2 separate regions of the Zea mays genome follow, and region 1 is linked to region 2. The links are chromatin contacts, called in public Hi-C maps. All regions are on one chromosome and are shown on one strand. Each heading gives the region's core, a stretch centred on a gene start, on an enhancer-like site or on the middle of the called end of the contact. The rest is flanking DNA. Distances are from core to core; before and after follow the strand shown.

The links. A called contact is a pair of places that touch in the nucleus more often than the background predicts.
Region 1: a contact with region 2 is called in a Hi-C map of leaf, with 4 times the contacts expected there. The contact joins the promoter of LOC103630807 here to the promoter of LOC732721 in region 2. A contact is called at or near these places in 2 of 25 Hi-C or Micro-C datasets (bundle sheath and leaf).

Annotation. Positions count from the first base shown.
Region 1 is chr6:179,509,055-179,512,030 of Zm-B73-REFERENCE-NAM-5.0, reverse strand. It overlaps LOC103630807 (structural maintenance of chromosomes protein 3), which reads right to left and starts at 1,692. Exons shown (of 30, transcript NM_001350802.1): 1 at 1,474-1,692; 2 at 1,180-1,231; 3 at 1,018-1,093; 4 at 479-517; 5 at 314-381; 6 at 155-226. The coding sequence starts at 1,194. LOC109939192 (probable inactive receptor kinase At2g26730) reads left to right here and starts at 2,267. Exons shown (of 2, transcript XM_008649438.4): 1 at 2,267-2,976.
Region 2 is chr6:179,211,872-179,214,959 of Zm-B73-REFERENCE-NAM-5.0, reverse strand. It overlaps LOC732721 (protein kinase-like), which reads left to right and starts at 1,409. Exons shown (of 8, transcript NM_001112350.1): 1 at 1,409-1,803; 2 at 1,944-2,640; 3 at 2,761-2,865. The coding sequence starts at 1,961.

The DNA.
Region 1 (2,976 bases), core at 443-2,942, 300 kb before region 2:
CTTTCAAACATGAACCAGCACGGAGCTGATAATTATATGAGTGCCTACCATAAGAGATCTAGGTTTGCTATTTTTCAACAAAATATGCAACCTGAGACTCTAGAAGATAGACTGGAATAAGTAAACTAAAATCTGAATAGGTTAGAGGACTTACTGGAATACGATTGTCTGAATTGTCAAACACTATCTCAACAAAAGCAGATACAACCGAGTGTCCAGCACCTTCCTGGAATGGTTATTACAGTAGGGTATATCAAACACCAGCGGACCAGCCATCTATTCCAACTATCTAGATTGCTTAGAGGAGGCATACATGGAGAAGGGCACCCCTATCTTCACTTCGCAGGTTCTGAAACATGTCACTCAGGACAAATCGTATAGCTGGAGCAATAAGCATAAGCAAATCAAGAGGATGTTCTCGCATAAGAGCAGATGCAAATAATAATATAGCAGTACTGTACCACATGTTTAAGATTACCATGAAAGAAATTTGATTTGCCAGATCCATTTGCACCAACTGTGGCAAACAATTAAATAATCGTCAGTTCATTAAGAGCAGAAAAGTATGCATCCAAGTTGTAATTGCCCTGTAGTACTTGCAGTGAGTTTGGCAGAAAAACTAGAAGATCACTATAGAGCTAGAGCAAACAAACAGCAAGCACACAAAAGAGTTACACGGACTTAACCGTAACTGTTTCAAGGTCGTGGTTTTCTGAATTCTGGTACAATGCATGCATACATAAGCTATGACTATGCTAATTTTCCAAAACAAAACAAATAACCCAATTTAGCAAATAAAGGAAACTGAACCTTGAAGATGCACCGGATCTTGATCACTAATAAAGCTTTGTGATTGACCCACTAGGTAAGGATTTATCTATTGCAGTTGCAGGCCTGATATAGGCGGAGGTTGCCGCACAAGCGGTGTTAAATTATCTGAGCAGCAGTTAGGAAGCAGAACAGAACCCTATGAGTACAGTAATATCTGTGAGCGAGGGAGCAGAAGAGGGGGTTTACCAACTACGTTAACTTTGGGACTGAAGGGCTCTGTTGATATCTCCTCCTTGTAGCTCTTAAACCCTTCGATTACGACCTGAACCAGACAGATGGCCAATAAGCCAACAAGCTTACATGGGGAGAAAAATATCACCAAATTGTACCCAGGGCAGAACATCTTGCCTTCTTTATATACATTTTCTAGGCCGAGACAGGTCACGCTACCATGAAACCCCTGCAAAAGAGCATGGCAAGTCAGTAACAAGTAGACACCAAAAAAAAAAAAAACAGAATCGGAACAAGTAAAGGACATGGGCGTATACATGTACACCCAGTAATATTTGCGAAAAAAAATCAGAGTTGTGCTAGTATACGCTTGTAATTACATCAGATCCGAATTGAAATGGTGAAAGGGCTTGAGTTAGGGTTCGGGAGCTCGGTTCCACACAGCAGCGAGGGAAGAGAGTGAGGGGTTACCTGGTGGGTGCTCGTCGCCGGCAAAGGGTCCGACGAAGAGTTGGACCGTCGGCGGTGGCTCAGTTGTCGCCGCGCGCGAGAGCGACTGAGCGAGGGCGCGCACGGGCAGTCAGGCACGCTGAGTGGACGGGAGAAGGAGAAGGGGGAGGAGAAGGCAACACTGTCCGTGGCCGTGGCCGTTTGGTTCGGCTCCTGTAAGTTTTCGACTGGGCCTGTAGCAGGCCGGCCTGGAAGCTAGCTTGTTCGATTTCACTGGTGATCCAGATGCCACGAGGATGCCCAGGCCTTGTGTCGACAACTCGACATGCGTTGCACTGCTGCGTTGGGATGGATTAGCATTCGACCGTGGAGCATGCCAGCCAGGTGGTGTTTCAGTGATTGGACATGAACACCAACCAGAGAAGGTATACCATGCATCTTTATGTTACTACTTTGTGTTTTGTTTCAGCAGGGGGAGGTATAGCATGGATACTTGCTGAAAGCGAGAAGGGGGCGCGTAGGTTGAGGTCACCCACCCACCCAGGGCCAGGAATCAATCAGAGTGAGATGGTCCACCCGTCATCCGGTCCCGACTCTTCCCTTGAGAATGACACAAGATGTGGCCGTGACAGGTGGCATGTACAAATACCGGGTGCACGTGCACCGCAGTGCTGCTGTCTCCGGCCGGCGACCACTGCCTGCCGGTGCACGGTGCACGTCGCATCCGCCAGTCGTCTCTAGAGATGGCAATAGGGACCCGATCCCCGATTCCCCGCGGGGAATTCCTCTATTAGGGGATGGGGATGGGGAAGCTTCTTTCCCCACGGGGATGTAAATGGGGAAAAGTTCTCCCCCGACGGGTAAACGGGGACGGGGATGGGGAAGCATTCCCCATCCCCGTTCCCCGCGGGGACCCGTTAAACTTACATGTGACAATGTTTTCATGTAATAGTTAATGATAAAAGTAAAGAATTACCTTGTCCAAAGATCACCCGTTGTACAAATACATTGATTTTAATGTGCACATAATGAATTTTACATTTAACAATGTGTATAAGTGATAATATTTTACATTAATAACAAATGAAGTACGATTTAATTATAATTTAAGCGGGGATGGGGATCCCCGACAGAGATTTATCCCCGCGGGGAACGGGGATGGGGAAGAAATGTCCCCCGCAAGTGTTCGTGGGGATCCCCGCGGGGAATTTTTTTTGTCGCGGGGACGGGTTTGGGGAGCTAAAACCCGACGGAGAATTCCCCGTTGCCATCCCTAGTCGTCTCGTCTCCCCTCCCTCTCCGCTGCAAATTTGTCCGTTTGTTTGTTTGTTTTGGCAGACGCGGGGCCGGGGCATCCATCTATTGCTTCCGACCCAAGTCACGGCTGGTACGCACGATTGGCTACGGATTACCGTACAGAGGCCGCGATTGGCAGGGCGTTCCTGCTCCCTCCCTCTGTTGAGATTGCATGTGTATAACCTAGGGTAGGGTACTTGACATGGCACTGGCTGACCGCCGTCTCAC
Region 2 (3,088 bases), core at 160-2,659:
ATCGAACCATTAAAATTAGACATATTTGGTCCACCGAAAGCTTTTCGATTGTACTTCCTATGTTTTTTATTTGATGTGTTTTTATTTTCAAAAACTTCAATCACCCATCCTATTCAAAAAAAATGTATGTTTTTAGACTTCTTCCTTTATAGAACATCCATGTTTTTTTATATATTTAACATCATACTTAACAATATAAAAGGTAGAGCTCATATATTTGTATGTGTTCATGTTGTTCTTATGGATAGAAGAGATAAAAACGAGACTATGAAATGAACAGTGTCAATTTGGTCCATTTGTATGTAAGGTGAGAAATGAAAGAATAAAAAGTATAGATGAAGTGTTATTTTCTGAATTCATTTGGTGGAATCGGTGCTATTTTTGAATTACTTAAAAAATCTATGCTATTTTCTAAACACTGTTCTAAACTAGTGGTGTTTATGGATTCTCTCGACACTCCTTGCCTTCTGGGCCGACGTCGACTACCTCACTGCAACCAAAGTCATTCCATTTTGATTGCCATGGCTCTGAAATGTTGTAATTGTCTATCATACCAGATCATAGTAATAGGTACTTGATGTGGTTGGTAGCCTTTTGGGGTGAAAAAAACAGGGTTAACACTAGGTAATTGTTCATTTAGTTCGTTAAATTGAACGGATCAATCGTTGCCTTCTTTAATGGTGAAGTAAACCAATATGATGATTGAGTAGAATTTATCTGCATTCAAGTGTTTAACGCAACGGGACGCTGCGGGAGCGGGCCGCGCCCACCGTCAGACCCTGGTCAGCCCGGGAGCGAGCTAGCCGTTGGGCTTGCAGCCATTTTTGACCCAGGAAGCACGTGGGCCCGCGCGTCGGGCCGGGGTTAAATAAAAAAAAAAACAAGGCCGCACTGAAATCGTAGCTAGATTTGCGCTTCCTTGTGCTGTCTCCATGCCCCCGCTACCCACTCTCCTTGCTGCACACCGCTACCCAACACGAGGGGCCGCGCTGTCTCCATGACCTGTGGGGCCACCGGCTGCCGTGCCGTTGCCGTCCCATGCAACGCCCACATGGACCATGGCTTGTGTTGGAAGATGTGTGCAGTGCAGTGTGCGCGTGAGCTGTGCCTGTGTGTGTGTGTGTGTCCCAATTGTTTTACTAGTAGTACTCGGTAGAGAAGATTTCACACGATTCAAGGAAAGCTAAAGAACAAGTGAAGATGAGAGAGCCTATATATCATCAAACATTCTAGTAATTCAGTTTGCAATATTATCCTCGTGGTATATGATAGATATGGTTCTGTAGAAAGAAAATAAAAGAAAATAAAATAAAAGATAAGATGTTGAGTGGTGCCCCTAGCAAGAGGAGTCCCCAGTGTCTTTTACAGCTGTCTCCAGTTTTTCCCTCCTCATCAGTCTCTCTCTCTCTCTCTCTCCACTCATCATCAGTTCAGTCATCAGTGTAGTGAAACTTTATCGTTTGCTCGCTTGCTTGCTTCCCTAGTACTGTCGGCCCTTTTCTCCCTTCCCAATCCATCCACCCCCTCCCTCCCCAGCAAGAAAGCATTGCATCCCCTCTCCCCGGAGCGGAGAGCCGGCGGGCCGGCCTCCCATCGCATGGCCACCGCACTGACGTGACGCCGCCGAGGGATTGAGGACCCAAGACCTCCAGCTGGAGGAATCGGGAGAGGAAGGAGCGGTCGCGCGCCCTTCGCCACGTCTTGCGTCGTCGGGGGGCCCGGCCCTTCGCCGACGACGACGAGCACCCACCACGTACGCCCGCCACCTCTCCCTCCCCTTCATGCCGCACCCCAAACCCTAATGTAAGCTATTTCTGTTCGGATCCGATCCGCTCACCCAGTTCCCATTATATAAATGCAATTCTCATACCTGCAAGATGGGGTTTGTGACAAATTGTTTACCCGCCTCTAATGACAATGACGTTACCCACGCTTCTGTGTAGGTTGCTGAGGAACAGAGATGTCGACGACAGGCGAAATCCTGAGGTCGGAGCTATCTTCCAGGACGCCGCCGTTCGGCCTGAGGCTATGGATTGTCATTGGCATCTGCATCTGGGTGGCGATCCTCTTCATCATAGGCTTCATGTGCTTCTGGTCCATATACCGGAGGAAGCCCACCAAGTCGTCCTTCGACAGTACCAATGACATCCCGGTGTCCCAGATCCCGGACGTCTCCAAGGAGATTGCGGTGGACGAGGTGCGTGAGCACGCTGCCGTGCAGACCTTCCATGTGCACGAGAGCTGCCGCGCGCTGGCCGTGCAGGAGAAGCCCTGCGAGAAGGATTCCGGGAGAATGCTGGGGCACCTGGTCAGGAGCAAGTCGAGCGACGCTGATAATCTCAGCCAGTGCAGCTCTGCGGCGTACCAGTGCGAGAGGGCTGCAAGCTCGTACTCTGGCGACGAGGGCAGCTCGGGCAACGCCAGGAGGCAGTATCCCACTGTCTCCGCGTCTCCGCTGGTTGGTCTCCCCGAGTTTTCGCATCTCGGATGGGGCCATTGGTTTACTCTCAGGGATTTGGAGCATGCGACCAATCGCTTCTCCAAGGAGAATGTCATTGGGGAAGGTGGATATGGGATTGTTTACCGAGGTCGCCTCGTTAATGGGACCGATGTCGCAATTAAAAAGCTCCTTAATAACATGTAAGAAGCTCTGGTCATTGTTTTAGCCTTAAAGACGATCTTGGTACATAGCTTGAAATATTACTCTGCCCTCTTTGATAGTCTCGCAACATCTTGATAGCGTTTGGTATGTCACTGTAGGGGTCAGGCAGAAAAGGAGTTCAGGGTTGAGGTTGAGGCAATTGGGCACGTCAGGCATAAGAATCTTGTACGCCTTCTAGGATACTGTGTCGAGGGTATCCACAGGTGAAACTAATTCCCGATCAATTGTGCTATAACTGTTTGCTCTCTGCTACTTTATATATGTACTTGAAATACAACTATGACTACTAATCCACATATAATCATGAAGCTCCAAACCCTTAACAAAATCTAGCACTTGACCGCACTTTGAGAAAGCATATCCCTTGGTATATTCATTCAACTGTAACATTTCATCCTTTGAGATTTTTTTGATGATCGTTAATTC